2 separate regions of the Mus musculus genome follow, and region 1 is linked to region 2. Evidence: chromatin contacts called from public HiChIP or PLAC-seq data. All regions are on one chromosome and are shown on one strand. The core of a region is the stretch at or near the end of the contact, and the rest is flanking DNA. Distances in the headings are between cores, read along the strand shown.

Evidence for each region. HiChIP or PLAC-seq counts read pairs in DNA pulled down with a chosen protein or histone mark.
Region 1: a contact with region 2 is called in an H3K4me3 HiChIP or PLAC-seq map of forebrain, with 2.7 times the contacts expected there. The contact joins the promoter of Mapk10 here to the enhancer-like site in region 2. A contact is called at or near these places in 1 of 39 promoter capture datasets (hippocampal neurons), 2 of 484 Hi-C or Micro-C datasets (cerebellar granule neurons and cortical neurons), 7 of 115 datasets of contacts at active chromatin or transcription factors (astrocytes, embryonic basal ganglia, embryonic forebrain and 4 more) and 1 of 9 other capture datasets (liver).

What each region holds. Positions count from the first base shown.
Region 1 is chr5:103,206,183-103,212,990 of GRCm38.p6, forward strand. It overlaps Mapk10 (mitogen-activated protein kinase 10), which reads right to left and starts at 5,152. Exons shown (of 14, transcript NM_001081567.2): 1 at 4,708-5,152.
Region 2 is chr5:102,974,851-102,981,908 of GRCm38.p6, forward strand. The region is part of intron 9 of Mapk10 (mitogen-activated protein kinase 10); the gene reads right to left. Among named protein-coding and RNA genes, the nearest start is that of Mapk10, 230 kb to the right of the region's middle. Within about 2 kb of position 2,446, at least 21 of the 459 cell types and tissues checked have an H3K27ac peak or open chromatin away from gene starts, as enhancers often do. A contact at or near this core is called in cortical neurons, embryonic basal ganglia and forebrain, where this site is marked.

The DNA of each region.
Region 1 (6,808 bases), core at 3,902-6,401, 230 kb after region 2:
AGTTACTAAGTATCTGAATGGATAGGATATTTACTTCTCTAACTGTGGACTTTCAATCAGTTCAGCTTCCACTGGAACACAGTCTTCTTTTTACAGCACAGTTCACTGGAAGAATGGCTACACAGCTACTAACAAAAAGAATCCCCTGGTATCCACAACATAAAAACTAAGCAGATGCTGTTCTGGAGGCAAAAGAGGCCACTATAGTAATCTGATCTTATTACAGACCCACTCCTTATCCTTGCTGCCTTCCTTATTTTAGAGCAGAGTCTCAAGGCCCATGCCAAGTTTTTAATGTTCTTCCTACTGTCAAACCTCAGGCTTGATATCCAGCTTAACAAATATGGCCGCCATCTTGAAATTATCTCCCTTTCTGGTCAAATAAGGGTCTCATCACCGTCCCTGGTGTTAATTTCTAGGAATACTTTCCCCACCATCCTCTCATCTACTTCTAACATCCAGGCATGGTCTGCTTCATCATACATAGCCATTTTAAAGCAGAGTGTATCTTCCTCTTCTTCATTCCTATTGTACTGACCATCAAACTGTCCTGTCTTCACTGTTTAAGTCAACTCCCCACACGAGCATTGACTCCAACACCTGAAACCCATCTCACCGTCTTTCATGCATTGCATTTTTCAATTAACAGACAACTATTGTGTGCCTAGTGTGCCCACTGTGTGCTAGGCTGATATGACACAGTATCTGAAGGGACAGGAAATTACTGTTTGGTGAGGTGGTTGGTGTGAAGAGAAAAGCTCCCCCTAGAGACACAAAATAAACACAGCCAAGTAAGTAGTCCTAGGAGCCTGCCTTCATACTCTGTGGTTTCAGGACCCATTTCCACATGGAAAGAGAACAATGACTCCAGGATCCCACACTTAGGAAGCATCTAGTACATCCAGGCCAGCCACTAGCCACACACCAGGACTTGGTTTTATTTCTATGAGGAAAACCCACTGACATGAATTTTTAGAGCTTTTAAGTCTCTGTTGCTTATGTTTTGTCTTGATCCTGAAATTAGGGAGGAAGAGGGAGGAGGAGTAAGGGGAGGAATTTGTAGAAACCTGTCCCTTACTGTGCAGGCTGCTTAGCAATGCCTGGTGCCCTGTGCCATGCCTGGTGCCCTGTGCCATGGCTGGTGCCCTGTGCTCTGCCTGATACCTTGTACCATGCCTGGTGCCCTGTGCTCTGCCTGGTACCCTGTACCATGCCTGGTACCCTGTGCCATGGCTGGTGCCCTGTACCATAGCTGGTGCCCTGTGCCATCCCTGGTACCCTGTGCCATGCCTGTTACTCTATGCCATGCCTGGTGCCCTGTGCTTTGCCTGGTGCCCTGTACCATGCCTGATGCCCTGTGCCATGGCTGCACCTTCAGTCTGCACACCACTCAGAGTGTGTGAGCAGTTGTGAGTGGAATAATTCCACCAGAGCTCGCTATCATTTATCTTTCTGTACAAAGCTTGGCTTTCCATTCCCACCAGCGCTCTTCTATGAAGTCTATGGGTTTTGTATCTTGGAGGCACCAGGGATGACAATGGTGAAAAAGGCCAAAGTAGCTTGTTGTGGGTCCAAAATGTCAATTAGACTACAAAATTCATTGCTGAAAATAGGTGTGTTTGGAAACTGCTTGCATACATATAAGTTTGATTTAGAGATCTTTCACTGTTACCCAATGTTGTTTCCACTCATTTTACCAAGATTCACTATTAAAAAAGAAAAAGAAAAAAAAAAGGTTTTTCTATGTTAAAGATGAGGGAAACAATGGTCCTCAAAATACACAGATTTTTAACTTTCCTTTCTCTAATTAGCTGGAGAGATTGAAATGTACTCAAACTGTGGGTGTTGCGGGGGTTGGGAGGATCAGTCTGCTCAAAACACTTGAACTTCAGTGTGAAAGCCAGTAAGGAGTAACTAACACACAAGCTCCCTTCTAAATGACAGCTTCTCCTCAAACAATATGCAGCAAGCCCTCTTACCCGAGCCGGCAGCACCGGGTCTCAACACAAGATTATGCAATGCAATAAATAATCTCAATATGCTGAAGACACAAATGGATTTTGTTCGCCTTGACTGATGATACAGCTGCCCTCCCGGGAGTCTGTAGGCCGCTTTCCCCAGGAGCCCTCCCCTCCTCACTAGCTCTAGCTCGGGGGAGAAGGTGCAGTCACAGATGCCTGTATGGAGGGAGCTCCTTTGCGTGCCCGCAGCCAGGAGAGCACTGCACTCCTTTCTAGTTGCTACTGGACACTTCTGCACCCCTCTATAAAAGACTGCCACCATGCCAAACAAGAGCTTGGGAAGGAACCTTACAGGAAGCAGGGCAGGGGTACAGGGATGAAGTCCTCTACAGTGTGGATCCGTTTGCTTCTCATACAGACTGAAGGCAGCCTTCGCCAGCAGCCCATTTTTCTGACAAGCAACCAAAGACTTGCTTGGCTTAGTCACAGCCATACCACTCCAGAGCTAGCCTCTAGCTACAAATAACACCTGAGGTCAGCTCTGGTGCAAGAAGAAAACACACCTGACCCCGTGCTTAATAAACAAGGAAACCTCACTGGGTCTTTATCTTGTCATCAGGATGGAAAGGCTTTGTGGCTAAGCTTATATTCCAAGAGACAGGTTCGTTTACATGAGCCTAGAATATAACTTTGAGTATATGTATATTCCTTTGAACACTTACATTTAGGCAAATCTCCTTTGCTCCTGATATTCCTATAGCACAACACTGGCAGCGAGTGAGTTTCGCTGTAGATTTCAAATAACACTTCTATGGCATCCGTGTCACCTCTCAGTTCCTCTTAACCTTGAAGCATCTTGACCACATACTATGAAACCGTAGTACTAGCTGCAGATGCGCCAGACAATGACAGAGAGAGCACACTCGGTCCCTGGGGGATCCGTTTGTAATCACCCCTTCAGCATGCAAACATATCCCCCTCCCCCAGCCGATGCTGTTTTGGGGGAAAGCAAGCAGGAAGCTGGAGGCAGCTGAATCTGCCACTCCCCAGGTAGTGTCTCAGCTCCCCTGTCACTGGGAACCTCTTTTCATTACTACTGCAAAAATCTTGCCCTGAAAAATGAAAGCTATGAAGGACCAAAATGAAAGCTATGAAGGACCGGAGGGAAGAAGAAGCCAACAAGGAAGCTGGAAACTCATGCTTAAGGTCAACCGCCTTTCTCATCTGCTTTTCTAGTACTTTGTGTCAATTTGAAGGGTAAGACCTAGACACCCCCCCCCCCAACGAAAGAGAGGAAACACACAGCAGAAGCAGCAGGACTGCTACATCAAACTGTCTAGCCCTATATCCCCATGATTCCAAAGTGGAGTTGGAGGCTCCTGAATCCATTCATGAGCATGGCTCCTGTGCTGACATGCTCACTGAGGACAGCCATCTACTGAAGCCTCTCTGAGAGAAGTGGCTATTACCGCAACCATTTTAAATGCATTGACCAGCATCCTGCAAACCCATCCAGGATTGGCAAAAGCAGCATTAGAAAGAGGCAGAAATTGGGCAAAAGAAAGTGGTGCCTGGTAACGGCAGCCTTCCTTCACTCCCGGCTGTGGCCTGTCCCATATGACTTAGCCTGTGTTCATGAAAGTTATCTCCGTCACACAGACACATCGCTCTGCAGCAAACGCAGAGCATGTAAACAACCTTGTGGCTGCTTCAAAACCTAGTGCCCTGGGGTAAGCCATTCCTTTCTGTGGCCAAATTGCAATGCCCTTGAAAGTTATCTGCAGAAGAGAGTCAAAGCAGCACCTAGGTCCTTCTATTTAAATGTCGGAAGGAAAAGGATATGTATTTTTTTCCTTGAAATATCCATAACCTGATTTACTTGGAGGTTTTTCAAATAAAGCACTCTTATTCTCTGAAGCACAAACACATAAATTCTGATAACTGTATCATCAAGCTCCTTTCCAATGACAGCTTTTTTTTTTCTTTCTGAAAATGCTCTGACATTTCTAGGGGACACAGTATCTCAGCACTGAATACCTGGGAACCTTGCCATAGAAAAATGCTGCCTGCTGTGACTGAGAGATCACTTTCTTAAAGGGACCTTCACCTGGGTGGCTGCGGTGCCGCCGGTGTTTGCTCCTTTCCCTGGTCTGTTCCCTGTCCTGTGTTCCTGTCTGCAGCCCAAATTTAGCTCAGGGTCTTTCTACAAGAGGAACATAGTTTCTAATATTTTGGTAAATACCTCTAAACTGCAAGAATGTATTCTAGAATATTTAAAGTTAAACCGGTCTGGAAATAAACATTTATGTTTACTAATAACATTTTTGAATGTTTTATGAGACCCATAGCATTTCTCAGTTAAAGTGAGATCCAGACTCCTCTCTCTCTCTCTCTCTCTCCTCTCTCTCTCTCTCTCTCTCTCTTTCTCTCTCTTTCCTCTCCCCCCTTACCCCCCTCGTGTGTGTTTCTCTTACTCTGCCAAGTCATAACAATAATGGTCTGTCCCACCTTCTAGAATTCTTCACTCCAAACAGAAAGATTTTAGCCTCCATCTGAGAAGAGATGCTTTGCCCAGAGAGAAACACCAGTTTTCTGCCTCACAGATAGTACACTTGATTAAACCGGCTCTCCAACACCATCACTTCCTACTTTCTCATGCTCTCTCCCATTCCACCAGGAACGATGACAGATATCATCCACCCTCCCAAACCAGGTTAGAACCCAGAATGAGCAAGGAGCCACCTACCATTCCGTGCCTGAGAACTAGGATCCTGGTCCGGCTGTTTGCCCCAGAAATCCTCCCTACTGGGTAGTCATTAGCCACATTCCAAACCGGAGTAAGGAGCAGAGTCTTTGGAGGTGTAGCGATTGTTTAAAAATAATAACAGACAGGTGATTTCCAAGAAGACCCAATCTTTAGCTCACTCAAGCCCCTAGTAATTGAGGAGTGAGGAGGAAAAAGGAAATTTGTAAAAATGAAAATAGAAAAAAAAAAGGGTAAGCATATAAGAAGCACCACCCACCCCCCATAAAAATAAACTGAGACGACGAGGAGGCTTAAGAGAAGAGAGAGCGGCTTGCTGAATCACCCTCTCACTGCCTGGAAACCATTGTGCAGCGGGAGGCTGCCTGTACCATTGTGGAACCTACCAGAGGAGACGGACAGAGGGCTTGGGGAATGGGGTTGCTATGGCAACTGAAAGGAGCACACATGACGTCAAAGCCCAGAGAGGTCTAGGGAGGGGTAGGAGGAGGAAAGAGAAAAAGGAAAAAGTCTATCTGTGGCTACAGCTACCTCGTTTTCTGGCAAAATGAGAAGCAGGCTTCGGAACTTGGCAACCAAAATATGCGAATTCAGCGTGCGGGGGGGGGGGGGTGGTGGGGGTGGTAGGGGGGGTGGAATTCTGCACGAAGCCAAAGAGCATCCTCCCTGCTGCTCCAGCTCTGCACAGCACCAAGGGCAGATCAAACAGCCATTGGGAAGCCAGTCACCCCGGATTTTCAACTACCTCAGCTTTTTACAAACAGCGAAGGAAGGCAGAGGTGTACCATCTCTCTGAATGTGAAAACAAACAAGAGATGAATTCAACCTCAGAAGAGATGCAAGATTGGACCTGCGTCTGGACCATAGAGGTCATTTGTCCAACCCCATTTCTTCTTAGTCTCCCTATTTTTGTACAAACCCTGCATAAATATCCGCTAAAGCAAACTGGCTAGACCGGTATTTATAGTGCAGTTTAAGGTAGAAAGAAACTACTGACAATTTGAGTTAATAAATTAAGGGTACTGTGGTATTCTTTTTCTGGTTTCAGAAAATTCCATGGGAAACTAATACAAATTGAATTTACTACATATCTAATTTTTAAGCAAATTTTCTGACTTTGCTATATGAAATTTTAAATCATGTATATATGTGTGTGTGTGTGTGTGTGTGTGTATAGATATAGATGATATAGATATGGATGATATAGATATAGATGGAATGATCCCTAGAGTACTTTCACTATTAAAATGTTTACCAAAACAATTTTCACCTTATTTCACATATAGCATCATTTCAATACATATTTTGAAAGTAATCCTAGTCTTTGGACTTTTCAAGCTACACAATTAGATTCAATGCTGGTTTTTCTCAAACATCTTTTAGATGGGTTTCCATCTATTGAACCAAAGTGATGCTAAAATTCATGTTTTCACACCGTGCTCTGGAACTGGCCCACTGACTTGAGCGAGGAGCCCCTGTCCCTCTGCCGTAGGGTTATGAGTAAGGTTAAACAGGTGTAAAGCCAGCAGAGATGGCGGACCCTGCGATGCATCATGAGATCCTGAGGGACCACATCGAGTTTTCAGTCCCCGAGATGTTTTACCCGAGAAGAAAGCCCAGAAAGGAAAAGTTGTGTGAGCTCTCGCTCTACAACTCCCAACATGTTGTTGGTTGTTTCTGTGTTCTGAATTCAAGTCCCATGAGAACCAGTAGCTGACTGCTAATTTTTACTCTCCACTTGGGTCTACTTATACATTATGACTGCCTGGTATAAACTATGGATGAACAGCCAAGCAACTTCACAGTAGACAGCTTCTAAATTATTGGTCTAAATGTCCTTCCTTTCCTCTGCTTCTCTCTCTCCACCTTTTCTGTGCTAGGAACCAGAGGTCAAGGCCTACATATGCTAAGCCAGCCCTGTGCCACCATGCAGCATCCCCAATGTGTTTCCATGGCAAAGTCAATCCCAATAATGACATTGACAAGGAAACACTGGACTTCGGCTCTTACCTTGCACTCTGAACAAATACTAAAGCAAGAGAAGTTATATGCCACAACATGAGAGTTAAAAAAAAAATCTGTA
Region 2 (7,058 bases), core at 1,196-3,695:
CCTTCCTTCCTTCCTTCCTTCCTTCCTTCCTCTCTCTCTCTCTCTCTCTCTCTCTCTCTCTTCTTTCCTGTTTTTTCTTTTTTAAGAAATCTGAAGTAATTTTGTTTGATCAAACCCAACGTATCTTCAAAACATAATTTGCATTAGCACTAATATGTAAATGTATACATACCGTTTAATAAAATGTAAGAGTAGAAACAAAATAGAAATACAGGGAGAAAGATTTTTAAAGTCAGGGTGTCATATTTTAAGTTTAAAGAAAAGCGTTTTAGCAAAAGTAAACAGTTTGGCCCTTCTACTTGTTTGTGGTTCATTTGTGTGCTGTGCTTGTAGTATCAGTGTGTGTGTGAGAGTGTACACATGTGTGCATGTGTGAGTGCTTCTGTATGCACAAGCATGTGAGCGCTAACTAAAGGTAGGCGTGGTTATCCTTCCCTGGTCACTTTGTGACTTTCTGCATTGTTCTTTTTAGACTTACAGAAAATATGTATGAAGTTATAATGTTATACTATACATATGTGTAACTATATATGAAATACACACGCTCGAATGTATTGTGTTATCCTTGCATGTGTATGAAGTATCATAGAGATGGAAAGATCTGTAAGAGGAATTAGAAGTTTAAAGCCAGTGGATAATCGTATTACGACAGTCATCAGACTTACCTAATTAGACATTAGCCTAAAATCATAGAGTCAAAACTGGTTTTTAATAGTGAGCATTTCAGTTCACTGCCCCCCCCCCAAAGACAGAAGATTATTATACATGATCAAATTCAGTGGTAATTTCACTGACTTCAAGGAGTAGGTATCTAAAAGTTCCTTGGTAGCCATGGTTGCCCTGGGACCTCGGGACTCCTGTCAGTTAGCTGCTACTTTAGAGAGGATTGCTTTCACTTCTCAGTGATTGGAATGCCTTCTCTGTGCGTCTATTTAATCACTGCTAATCAATGAGGTTTTGAATATTACTTATTAATGGTATGGAGAACATAAGAGCATGTTTGGAGGAACGTCTCTTTATATACATGATGTGAATAAGACACAGTGTTTGAAAGGAGGTTGATAAGGGTGGACCTGTGTTAAATCAAGCAAATCACATGTGGGTGAACCTTTAAGGATCTCTGTGCTAAATGAATACTCCTTAGGATGTGAAACTATAAAGCATCAGTGTGAACACTGGCTTGGCCGTTTATTATCTAGCTCCATACATGTCTTCGTTTTTCAAATCTCTATAAACGATGATAAAGGAGTCTCTAGGCTTGGAAGGACTGAAGTAAGGCAGAGCCTGTGATACAAGGTCCCGTTCTCCTACGGTCCCGTTCACGGAAGGACCTGCTGGGACACCAGGTTATTCTACCAGGAAGCAAGCTCACAAAGACTTGACATTTGATCTCACAGAAATTCTCCGGGGGCCATGAGTGGAGATCTTCAGCCGTCTTGCATTGTTAACAAACGGAATAAATCGACAAGGGCGCACAGAGCGCAGGGGCCACTGGGAAGGATACGATCAGTGCCAGGGAACAGCACTGTGCCTTTTACCATTTCTCCCATGATGCACCCTACTGACCACAGGTCAACTGAAAAACGAAAACGAAGTGAAGATAAACACGAAATAGATCAAAACATAAATAAAACCTCAAGGCCACTTTGCACAGTGGAGCTATCAACTAGGCTTCTCTGGATGAAGGAGAGGCCTGTCCCTGACCAGTGGTGCTTGGAGATAGGAACAGGGGTTCAGAGTACCCAGCCCTTCCCTGCTGGAGAGCTGAACCAACAAAGCCACCTGAAAGCTACTGGTGCCTGATTATATTGCTTTGCAATTATAATTCAGTGCTTTCTCTCACTTCTGATTTAAAAGATCTAATTTGCATTCATCTGCTGGAATCTGGGTGATTTGTATTGAAAATTATCCTAGGCTCTGTTAATATGGGAGACATGTAAATCATTTTCCTTTTTATTCTTTTGTGTACCATATCTAAAAAAGGAAAGGGAAAGGGAGAAAAGCTAGCAGCTAGCACCCTAGAAGAAAATTTCTCTTTTGAAAAAGGCATTTATGCTTGTTTATAAATATGAATACATTTCCAGGAGCAGACATTTCTGTTGGAGAATGAATGTTTTGGACTATGCGGGGCTCCGTCATTGAATCCTATGAAAGGAACAGGGTTCTGAGCTGGAAAGTCTTTTTCCTGTTCCATAAATATGGGGCCTTTGTAATGCTAGAAGTGCTGGCTATTCAAATAGGACTGTTCAACATGAAATAAACAAGATTAAAGAGCAAACACTTTGGGGACTGAAAATCAAAGGAAACCTGGAATGCGAGGGTCAATTACATTGGTCTCCCCTGCTATTGCCAGTTATCATCCAGAATTGAAATCAGGAAGGCAGAGCCTGGGCTCAGGGAAAGGAGGCTGGGGAAGGGAGGAGCAAGAAAGGGGCACGCCCTCCCTTGTGGGGCTGCACCTGCTAGGTCCTACACAAAGTCAGAGGCAGGCTGAGCAAGAATACAGGATGTGGGGGCGTGGAGCAAAGGGGAAGGGGCGGGGCGTCACAGCACTGCGTGGCTTTGTTCCACTCATGCTCCAAATTACATGGAGTAATTTGGCAGTGTCCTGAAAGAGTTCCTCAGGAGGCTCTTTCCATTGTCCAAATCTCACCAGGGTGAAACCCAAGGTGTCCATTGCTTAGCCCCTAAAAGGTTAGAACTTCGAAGAAGAGGATTGCACGCAGGGAGCCAATGTGTTTGTTTCCATTTCAGGAAGGCAAGTGCCATGCAAAAGTACCAGGGAAAGAGAACAAACGGTTGTGTGTCTGCCAAGGCGTGTTAAAAGCATCTGATAATCATTGCCTCCCAAGAGGCAGTAATAAGAATCTTTGAGTAAAAGAAAGAAAGGGGAAGAGAGAGGAGAGAGGAGAGAGGGGGAAGGGGAGGGGAGGGAGAGAGGGAGGGGAGAGAGAGAGAGAGAGAGAGAGAGAGAGAGAGCACAAAAAGAGTTATGGAAAGATGTTTTATATTTAACTTGCAGGTATTCTTATCACAGTGTCCCAACTGTGTGAGGTGCGTGCATGTGTGTTGAGTTGTGTATGTGCCTGAGTATATTTGTGTATCGGCTTTTTTGTGTGGGAATGTGTTTGTATGCAGTATGTGTATTATAAGTGCACTGTGTATATAGTGTGTGGGGGGTGTGCGTGTGTGTGTAGTGCATGACTCTGTGGGTAGTGTATGTGGTTTGTGTGTGTGCACATCTGTATTCTGCAAGGGTGAATGTGTATAGAATGTATAGTATGAAAATGTTTTGTGTACAGTGTATATAGTGTGTATGTGTAGTATGTACATGTGTGAATATATGTAATGTGTCTGTGTAGTATATGTTTGTAGTAGGTCATGTTATGTGCAGTGTGTTTGCATAGTGTGTACGTGCTTTTATGTGTATGTATGATGTATGTGTGTGCCTCTGTGTGTGTGTGTGTGTACTGTGTGTATGTTCTCTCTCTCTCTGTGTGTACTGTGTGTGTGTACTGTGTGTGTGTATACTCTGTGTGTGTGTGTGTACTGTGTGTGTGTTTGTGTGTTTGTGTGTGAGTGTGTGTGTGGTACAGAAGAGTTAAAGAAAGGCAGATAAGTAATGCAGAAGCCCCTGTGTGATTGCTGCTTATCTACAAATGTTTGGAAAGGGCTTTCTGCCAAGGAGCTATCTAGAACTTAGTGGGAGTTTCTTTTTTCTAAGTCGGGTGGTCACTACAGTGTCTCTGGCAGAGTTCCTTCTTGATGCTTCAGAACTGAGCCCAACACTTTACTACTCTGACACCTCACCCATCTTCACCTCTTTAAACATTATTTTCATCCTTTAAAGTGCTAGTACTAAAAAGCACTTATTGTGTAGAATTTTAAAGATTTCAATATTGTATTTCTGATGTTCTTTCCACGTTGCCTGGTGATAGTAAGTTTTCAATAAACTAGTTTTATATTATCATGTAACAAATACATATGTTGTATTATATAAAGGAGCTAAGTATGTACATAAAATTTCAGCTTCTAGTTACATAATTTATATTCAGATACATAATAGTTTTTATAGCTTTTGTTTATTTTTTAAAATGAATGAACCCGCCCAGCTATTGGGCAGCCCATTTCACGGCTGAAGCCACTTAAAGTGCAATGCTCCATATCAAAGCACCTATGCCTCCAGGGACCTGTGCCTCCAGGGACCTGTGCCTCCAGGGACACTCCCCGTCTCTAAGCAATGTCGCAGTTGCCTCACACAAAAAAAACATCTGAAAATATGTGAGTGGGAGGTAATGCTGAGACATCTGTCTCCTAAAATTGACAAGTTTTATCTTTTAGAATAAAAATTGTGTTTTTTAACAGACCTTCACATAAATCTCATCTCTAATATCAACAGTCAGAATGGGAACCAGGCCTCCCTATGGTGCATTTCCTTCAACAGACGCTAGACAGTTGTTGGTTCAATAACTAATTTATCAACTGGTATGAATCCCTAGTATGCTTGCTCTCTCTCTCTCTCTCTCTCTCTCTCTCTCTCTCTCTGTGTGTGTGTGTGTGTGTGTGTGTGTCTGTATACACTTTTGTAAGATATCCACATATTCCAAAGTAAAAGATGAACATTTCTCTACCACATTTATCCCCCTGGTTAGCACTCAAAATAGTCTTAAAAGTTCATAAAACTTTTGTACAGAGATGACAAGACAGAAAGATGCACACCAAGTTTGAGCAAGGTCCGTTTGGCCACTGGTGCATCTTTCGGAGTGATTGTACCCAAAGCCTTTTTTAATTCCCTAAAGGTTTCCTTTCCATTCCCGGAGCCTCTGACTACCTATACTACCTATAACTCCTCCTATGCAGCAGGAGTGTCAAGTCTGATGTCTGGACATCATAACCTGTAGACATTGTCATATGCATGGAGTCCTGAGTGAATTTCATGGACTTGAGTGGGATTAATAATCAATATCAAGTGTTGTAACAAATTTTATAAATCAGTCCTCACACCCATTTTAAAGGATGAAAATACTGTTTAAAGAGGTGAAGATGGTTGAGGTCTCACAGTAGTGAGAACAGGTGGATTTAGAGTTAATCTCATTGGTCAGGGAAGAGTGATGGGTGATAAGCCTTCACTCCACTAGGTACAATGATGGAAACTGCTTACCAAGGCTACACCAAGTCAACTTATGAAATCTTGACAATATTAGAAGGGATGATGAGTCTGTGATACAAATGAGCGTCCATTTGCTTTCTCACGTGTATTGGGCCTCTGTGAGCTCTGAACAGGATGCTGATAAGGTATGGTTCTGGCTACGTTACCACACTTAGCCTCCATCAGCATCCAATGGAGATACAATTCCAATACCCAGATACTGTGTCACTTTGAGTAAAAGAAATTTTAAGCAAATTCAGATGTTGCTAAAATACAGTCATCAAGCTGACTCTAATGTATCTCTTCTTTTTATATTGTATCTTTAACCTCGGTCTAAAGAGAGAAACCCCCAATCGCCATGTCTGCACTCTCCTAATAGGAATGCCACTTTCTATGTACCCTCTACTACTAGCTGCTAAAGACTCAGCAACCACGGTGGAGCTAATGGGAAGTGTTGGTACCTAGGGGAAACCTTGGTGGAAGAGAGTTAGGCTGTTGAAGGCATCCCCTTAAAATTATAGATATATACAGTCTCTGTGTCCCCCTTCTCTTGTCCACCTTCACTAATCATGGACTGAGACATCTGAAACCATCATCTGTCCCAAATATGCCTTTCCTTCTTATGAGCTATGGCCTCCGCCACTCTGTTACAATAAGGAGGTGACCAACTGTGCTGCCAGGCAGAACACTGAAAATGTGTCCACTTTTGGAGACTATGTAACTGTCACACCATAACCTCTGAAAATACACTTACGTTAGAATTCAGACAACATTCGTCATAAAAATTTCTTACAAAGAACCTCAAAGAATGACAGAAAGAACTAATTTTGTTTTAAAGCACAATATTTCTCTGGAAATCTTACATTTTAAAAGTTAACCACGAGGCTAATTCTTTTAAAAGCACTATGTCTTAAAAATCAAAGTAAACTATAAAAGATTACTAATGTCCTCCGATAAGCTGAGAAGACCTGTGTTCTTCCTACTTCAGACCCACACACGGAAGTTCTCAAAACAAACCAGACAACACCGTAAAATTCTCCAGTGTCAAGAACTTAGGAACACTTTATCCTGGGCCTGTGTATCTAACTTGCCTGCTTCACATCCTGAGAATCTCCAGTTCTGTAGTGAATCCTTTTGTGCTCTTCATCTCCCTCTCTCTCTGTCTCTCTCTGTCCGTCTGCCTCTGTCTATGTCTCTCTCTTCCTCTCTCTGTCTCTCTCTTCCTCTCTCTGTCTCTCCCTCTCTTTGTGTCTCTGTCTCTGTTTCTCTCTTTCTCTTACACACACACACACAAAGGTAAATAAGAGAGTAGGAAGAAAACTAGTGGTGAAAATAAATCTTATTGAACAGTTTCAAATAAAGAGTGTAATCTCATTCTCATAGTTATGTTCATCATTATCAGATGTTTACAGATACGAAAGAATGACTCTAGAAGTGTGTGCTCTAAATGGATCTAAAGCCAACATTTCTTCACACTGTTGAAGATAAACTTGTATTATCTTAAAGATAATGATGAAAGACTATATAATACATAGATTATAAAATAATATGTAAATTATAAACCTACTGGCAAGTACACTTGTTATTTCAAAGCGTTAAGGAGGGTGACTATCAGTGCACAGCACAGATACGTCAGTCATGACCTCCGCTTTCTATTCATTTTACACTGACTATCTCCAGTTCTCCTGTGCCAACTTTAAACGATACGATGTTCTGTTAACATGGAAGTGCTTTCTTTGCTTTTCTCATTGTGTGAGACATTTCCCTGGCCCTTAATACCATCCCTCCATGGCAAGGTCATGTGCCAGCTAACGTACCTTATGTTGACAGGAAGCAAAGCAAGCAGTGTTTACTCTGGCTGTCAACTTTAGTTGGAGATGGTTCCATTGATAGCTAGAGTTTTCAAATG